Regions from separate parts of the Mus musculus genome. Here region 1 is linked to region 2. The links are chromatin contacts, called in public HiChIP or PLAC-seq maps. All regions are on one chromosome and are shown on one strand. Each heading gives the region's core, a stretch centred on a gene start, on an enhancer-like site or on the middle of the called end of the contact. The rest is flanking DNA. Distances are from core to core; before and after follow the strand shown.

The links. HiChIP or PLAC-seq counts read pairs in DNA pulled down with a chosen protein or histone mark.
Region 1: a contact with region 2 is called in an H3K27ac HiChIP or PLAC-seq map of bone marrow-derived dendritic cells, with 3 times the contacts expected there. The contact joins the promoter of Hivep1 here to the enhancer-like site in region 2. A contact is called at or near these places in 1 of 39 promoter capture datasets (pre-B cells), 3 of 484 Hi-C or Micro-C datasets (adipose-derived mesenchymal stem cells, bone marrow-derived dendritic cells and macrophages), 5 of 115 datasets of contacts at active chromatin or transcription factors (bone marrow-derived dendritic cells, embryonic fibroblasts and embryonic stem cells) and 2 of 9 other capture datasets (adipose tissue and pancreatic islet).

Annotation. Positions count from the first base shown.
Region 1 is chr13:42,050,277-42,053,862 of GRCm38.p6, reverse strand. Hivep1 (human immunodeficiency virus type I enhancer binding protein 1) reads right to left here and starts at 1,842. Exons shown (of 9, transcript NM_007772.2): 1 at 1,773-1,842. It overlaps Gm28707 (a long non-coding RNA gene), which reads right to left. Exons shown (of 2, transcript XR_001780922.2): 2 at 3,296-3,586.
Region 2 is chr13:42,014,429-42,018,042 of GRCm38.p6, reverse strand. The region is part of intron 3 of Gm32555 (a long non-coding RNA gene); the gene reads left to right. Among named protein-coding and RNA genes, the nearest start is that of Gm32555, 4.8 kb to the left of the region's middle. Within about 2 kb of position 2,257, at least 24 of the 459 cell types and tissues checked have an H3K27ac peak or open chromatin away from gene starts, as enhancers often do. A contact at or near this core is called in adipose tissue and bone marrow-derived dendritic cells, where this site is marked.

The DNA of each region.
Region 1 (3,586 bases), core at 593-3,092, 36 kb before region 2:
ACTTTGGAATCAAACCTGACCAGGTTCAAGGCCAGGCTTTACCCCATTCTGTGTGGCCTTGTTCAAGGTACTTAAGCTCTCAGAAAAGAAGATCAGATTTCCCAAGCTGTAAAATCAGGAAACATTATCCACCCCAAACGGGCTAAGGACTGAGGAGTAAGCTACACAATGTAGAAGCTTTGCCTACCACATGAAAATGCTGAAATATTAATTCCCTGGAAGAACGCCTCTAAGGTAAAGAACATGTATCCCAGACTAAGGTTTTAGATGTATGTTTTCACTTTAGTTAAAACGCATAAGGAAAAGGCGGCTATTACCGTGCTTGCGACTGTAAGCAACACGGCTCTTAACACGGCTATTAGTCGGCATAACACAAACTATCCCCAATCTAACGCCAGGGGAAGAATAAGAAACAGGACGGTCAATGATGGGTGAAAGATAGAGCTCCTCAACTCCCCCTACCACAGAGGCATCAGCTATAGCATCCAAAAAGGTTTTGACTGCACAGAGAATTTAAAGATAAAGCTGTAAGTGTTCCGTTCCGTATTAAAACTAAAGCTTTTAAGCGGTCACGATATTACGAAGTTTTTAAAGCGTGAACTCGGATTGTAAGCCGATCACGTGACCTCCCACAGCTCCCAAGCTTAAATGTTAAAATATGCAAATTCCCAACCTGTAACAGCTTTGTGCGACCCGGTTTTGCAGCCTCCAGCCCCCCTGTCCCTAGCTGTCCAGCCCACATTTAAATCCGCGGTGGAGAAGTGGTTATTTTCAAAGACGACAGCACCACCGTGGCGACTAGGACCAGTGATCGACCATTCTTTCTCGAGAAAGAAATACATACTACAAGGTGCAAAAACAGGACACAATCAAAAAAGCGTAAAGACAGTCACAAGGAGAAAAAACATGAATGAATGTGGAGGGCGGAGCCTGGGAAAACCCCTCTGCAACGCTGCACTGAACAAAGCGCTTCGCATGCCAGAAGGAGGGGGGAATGGAAGTGCCAGCTCCGGAAGGAGCCTAGAGTGGATGCGGAGAGCAGGAGGAGGAGGAGGAGGAGGACAGAGTCGGCGAGAGCAGCAGCCTTGAGACTCCTCCTCGCGCCAGCCTCGCCACAGCCCCCTCCCCTCTCTAGCCGCAACTCCGGCTGGAGCCCGACCCCGCGGCGAGCCCAAGCCGCCCCGCGCCCCTACCCACCGGCCCCGACCCACCAGCGGCGGGCGCGCGCCCTACGGGGAGGGAAACTACCCAGGTGGCCCGGAGTAAACAGGCACTCCGGGCAAAGACCGAAAGGGAAAGCGAGCCACAAAGCCGGGAGGTGCGGAAGCCGCGGCCTGGTCTCCCGCAGCCCCGCCGAGCCCTCCTGCGAGAAGCGGCCGCGGCGACCAGGAGGCCGGCCCTCCGTACCTGCTGGGCTCGCAGGACCGCAGCTCCCGCCGCCCGTGCGGCCAGGACCCGCCGAAGTGGCAAGCGGCTCCCGCACGCAGCATCCCCTCCGCAAGGTCGGCGCCGGCACACGCGCACACACTCACTCACACGCACACCCGCGCGCCCGCCCGCCAGGGGGAGGTGGTCCCGGCCCCCGCCCCCCGCGCCGCGCTCTCCCGGGTGCAGCGCCCCCACCGCCGCGCCCGGCCCCGCACCCGTCGGGAACTGCGCTGCACTTGACAACCGGGACATCAGCACAAGCGGAGCCTCCTCCCGACGGGCACCGAGGCGCGAGCTGGGCGCGGGAGGGACCGAGTGGAACCCGGCGGGAGAGCGGCCTTTACCTCTCCCGGGTGTCCGTGAGGACGGCTGGCAGCGCGAGGGCGGCCAGGGCGAAGGTCGGCGGCTTCCCCCCGCGCGTGGGCGGGGCAGCAGGGGATCCCCGGGGGCGGCGGGGCGGGGGCTGCGGCGGGAGGGCGGGCTCCTGTGAAGCCGGCCCGGGGCCCCCTGCCGCCCCGCCCGCCCGCCCGCCCGCCGCAGGCCCCGCCGCGGGGACCCAGGACGCAGGAGGAGGCGCGGCCCGAAGGGCGGGGCGGGGCGGGGCGGCAGCGGAGGCGGGGCTCCGCGGCCCGGGGAAGCCCGGCCGGGCCGCAGTCGGGGGCGGTTGGCCCGGGAGGAGGGGCGGGGCCGGGCGGGGCCGGATTCTCTTTACCGTCTTTTGACTTTCTAGAGCAGGCTGTGGGCCGGCCCGGTGACGTCATGGTGTCTCCCAGCCCCGCCCCTCGCCCTGGCCCTGGTAGGGAGGAGGAGGAGGAGGAGGACCCTGGAGGGAGGGGGGACCCCAAGGGGGTTTCCTCTGCTCCGCGTAGAGGGAAGGGGAAAATCATAGTGAAACTTGAAACGCATTAACTTTAAAAAATAACTTTTAAAAAAGAGAGAGAGAATGAAAGGGGGCTGGGTTGTTGACTTGGAGGGTCAGAGGGGACGTGTTATTAAGCCCTAAACTGAAACCACTTTTTTGGTGGCGGATGTTCTATTAAAAGACCGAGGAAAGCCAAGGTTATTCCGGAGAGAGCCGGTGCTTCCCAGAGCCTAAGCAGCGGCGAGCGCAGTTAACCCCTCCTTAGCTGCCTGTCAGCTGGGGACTAACCCGCGAGGGAACTTTGGAAGCCGAAGAGGGGGTGCGGGGCGGAGCCACCCAGCAGGCTTCTGGAACTCTGGGGGAGTGAACAGGGAAGACAGACTAATTTATTACAAACCAGAGTTTGACCCCGGCTGCTAGAAAGCGTTAGAGAACGGGAACTGGAAACTTCTGGAAATATCAGGAGAGCTGACTCTGGGGAACGAAGCAGGTTTTCAAGGGTAGGCATAATACTAGCAGTTTGAACTTAAAAATTACACGCATCCACAAAAAAAAAAAAAAGCCGATAGAAGATTGTACGGGCCACCTCAAAGTTGGAAAGAATAAGGTGTTAAAAAAAAAAAGGCGCAAAACAAAAATATTCTTTGTTAAGCGATCATACGCCCACTAACAGCTGACCATCTGTGCAAACTTGTTTTGCTCCCTTAGGCTTTCATAAAGATGTCCAGGTCGTTCCTGCTAACGGTTGACCCCTAAAATCCCCCGAGGAAGTCCTACCTCTAGCTTGCTGGAGCTAAGAAAAGCACAAAGCCCCAGAATGGAAATTATTAAAAATGGAATACTTGGTAATGGCAAGCTTAGAGCCAAAAATAATGTTTTGCAGAGGAAGAAAATATGCCTACCAAAAAGTAAATTTGGTCATAGGAGCAAAGATTATGCAGCTAGAAAGCTCGGGTGGTGGGTAATACTATGTCAGCCTTACAATGAAAGAGTACCATTTTAATATTCCAGTAAGATGTCTTCTATTTTATTAAATGAAATACCCAATGGGTAGGATTCATAAAACATATAATGTAGTTCCCCTCCCCCAGCCGAGCTGTTTGAACCAAAAGATAAACATGCAGACATAGATAATGTGTTAAGATTAAAAACAAAAAGTCTTCAGAAGTCGAGTTTTTGTTACTTGAAACAGAAAGAGAAGAAAAAAAAGTTAAGTGCCAGAGAGAAATTTTTAACTCAATATTTGCTGAAGACAACAGAAATGTATCCATGAACCCAGGATGTCTCCAAGATACA
Region 2 (3,614 bases), core at 1,008-3,507:
CAAGATTTTGCTGAAAGGACCCCGATATAGTTGTTTCTTGTGATACTATGCCGGGGCCTAGCAAACACAGAAGTGGATGTTCACAGTCAGCTATTAGATGGATCACAGGGCCCCCAATGGAGGAGCTAGAGAAATTACCCAAGGAGCTAAAGGGATCTGCAACCCTATAGGTGGAACAACATTATGAACTAACCAGTACCCCGGAGCTCTTGACTCTAGCTGCATATGTATCAAAAGATGGCCTAGTCGGCCATCACTGGAAAGAGAGGCCCATTGGACTTGCAATCTTTATATGCCCCAGTATAGGGGAACGCCAGGGCCAAAAGGTGGGAGTAGGTGGGTAGGGGAGTGGGAGGGAGGGTATGGGGGACTTTTGGGATAGCATTGGAAATGTAAATGAGGAAGATACCTTAAAAAAAAAATCTCCTAGAACTATCAAAAAAAAAAAAAAAAAGAAAAAAGAAACTCAGCAATATGATCATACTGAGTAGCTTTTAGAGGCACCAAAAGCTGATTATACATCCATTTGCATATGCATGGTCTTCCCCAAATGAGAAGGAGACCCTTCTTGCTCAGTGAGCCCAGACTGTGAGAGCGTAGATATGGTGATGGTTTTTGCATGAAGTGAGAAAGAGAAAGACCCAGATTGGGGTGCTTAGTCTTGATGGGGTTTAGCATTGCCCAGGAGAGAAACCTGGGTGCGTCTGTAAGAGCGTTTCCAGGGCCGGGGGTCTGGTTCTCACTAAGGTGGAAGGCTCACTCTGAGTAGAGACACCATTCTGAGGTAGCCTGGAATCCCAGATGGAATCAAAAGGAATAAAGTAAGTGGAGCACAGGGTAGCCATACCTCTTCCTGCTTCCTGGCTGCAGTATCAATGCACACAATAGCTCCCGTTCCTGCTACCACTTTCCCCTGCAGAGATGGGCTGCACTCTCAAACTGTGAGCTGACTTTTTAAGTATTTGGTCAGAGCATGAAGAAAAGTAACTAACAGATGAACATGTGTGCATGTGTATAATTCTTACACAGGTCAGAGGGAGCTGTATACCTTTTACATATTTCTACATACAACTGTTATTGAAACAGACATGTTTAAGGATATTTCAAAGTAACGATGGATATGTGCATACCTTCTGTATTAGACATAATTGTATATAAAGACATACTGACTCATAGGTGAGTTTTATATGTTTAATTACCACTCTCTGTAAAAGTAATTGATATCCCTATACAAACAGAGTATGAGCTCACTGAGAAAAACATTTATTCATCCAAAGTTTTATATACTATGTGCACACAAAGCACTAAGCTGAAACAATACTTTTATATCCTACAAAGGTTCAGTCATTTGCCACATAATCTACATAATATTTGACCACTTTTGAATTGATTCTTTTAAAAGGTCAACATTTTAATATGTGGATATTAAAAGATGCCCTGGCATATATTTTATATTTACTTACATTTATTCTCCTAATGACAGTGCTCTGTAGTGTTCTGCTGGACTTCACCAACAGGCCAGATTCAACATGCACTGATTGGTAAATACCTCCAGATGTCTTCCATACTGGCAGAGGGTACCATGCCTACCCGTGACGTCATAGGATAGCCTTAAGCAGGCTCCTCGAGATGCTGCCAATAACACCACAGGCAACACGGCAAACTGCCTGCCACTCCTCCAGTCAGCACAAAGAGGCTTGTTTCTCCTTTTGCCCCACAAATACAACTGCATTATCTATGAATAATTCATACTCTCATCCTCTAGAATCTTCCATTCTAGACACAGCCACCACAGACCCACCTAGCGACAGATGAGACAGCAGACGATCAGAATGAATCTTTGGGATGGCATTCTGTAGATGGAAAGCGGCCAGACTAAATGAAGAAAGTCCCCACGTCCCTTCTCTCAAAGCTTCCTTCTTTCTGTGAAATGGAAGACAAGCGTTCATTTTAGTCTCATCTCAGTCTCATCATGTGGTTTCTCCCCCTTCCCCTATTACTTTTTCTTCCATAGTTGCCATGGAGGGCACACCGAAGGGACATTTATCAGTGCCCATGATCGTCTGGTAATTTTCCAGCCAACTTTGATTTAAAAACAGCAATGTCTTTATCACTTAGAAACATCCCCTAGACTAATTCTGACTTTCTCCTTTCGTGTTGTGCGTCTTTCCTCCCAAACCACATTTCCCTGAGGAACTGAAAGTACCAACAGTTGCTGTGGAATCCTTTGTTTTGGATTAGGTTTAAGTCTCTGCTTTTCACCCTTGAGTTTCCTGTGTGAGTCTTCACGGACAGGCCATCTCCTTTAGACTGAAGGACTCCGAGGCCAGTGAAGTCCCGCCTTGTCTACCCTAGCACCTCTGAGGACTGTCTGCCTGGTTTCTGTATGGGCACTGTAGGCTGCTGCTGGCTATGAGGAAATAGCCCACGGGGCATTTTCTTGATTGCTTATGACTGATTAACTTCCACTCACCTCGACTAGACCCAGCTGCGTAGGACTGTGACAAAATGGTGTTTTCATAATTTCTCTAATGAGTTCAATGTGGGTATTTCTCTTTTGGATGAATAGCCGTGCTTCTTTTATGAACCGACGTGTAACATGCATTTACTGTTTTATTTCCCATGAATGCCTCATTTATCTCAATAGCGGTATAAATGGGAAAGCCATGCCGAACCATTGTGTGCCCCTGACGGTGCTCCAAGGGTGATGTTGAAGACCTGTAAACAGAGACCTACAGGTGGCTTTCCCAGAAACAGAGGAAATGACTTGCCTTTTAGATCTGCTCAGCTTGTATCACATTTATTCTGCAAAGAGCCAACAATGACATGTACGCTGCAGTTCAAATTTAATTTATGCTGTTTGTTGTTTAAAATGACTTGGTGTCTGCTGCGTTTACTGGGGGTGGGGGTGGGGGTGGGGAGGGACTGTTGAACGAGGCTAGCAAGTTCCTTTTGCATCTAGTGCTTCCATGCTATGGCGGGTTAGGAGTTTACCTCAGAGTCCTGTTTATCCAAGGCCTCACTGTCAAGATGGTGTCTCCCAAGATTCTCCAAACACACATCTGCTCTGAGGATACACTTCTGTTCGAAATCATAAAGTAAGGAGTATCTGCCTTTGCAATTCCATGGTCACATTTGTTGATTGACTTCGTTTCGGATCCCTGGTGGCCTTGAGACAAAGGGGAAATGAGCGAGAAAGAAGCATATCGAGTTATCCTGGTGTAACACAAATAGGGGCAACAGGGACAGGAATGGGTAGAGGGATGCAAAGGGAGGGGCAGTGCCCAGGGCAGGTGTGATATTCACCTCTCTTCCCCATCCCTGAGATGATAACATTCCCCCACATGTATTCTCAGATGCCTGGCACGCTGGCTAGGTAAGCGGACAGTATTCTGTGCTCATGCAAGACTCAGGCAGGACAGCTGAGAGAGAAGCCAGCAGGCACCTATGAACTGTCCCTGGAAAATGCTGGTGACTCAAGACAGAGGGAGGGGCCAGAGCATCTATCACACTAACTGCGTCAAATCATCTTGAAGAAACACGCGTCAGCCTGTGTATGTTCTTAGAATGAATGTTTTGAAGATATTGTGAAACTGGAAGTCACTTAACCAGAG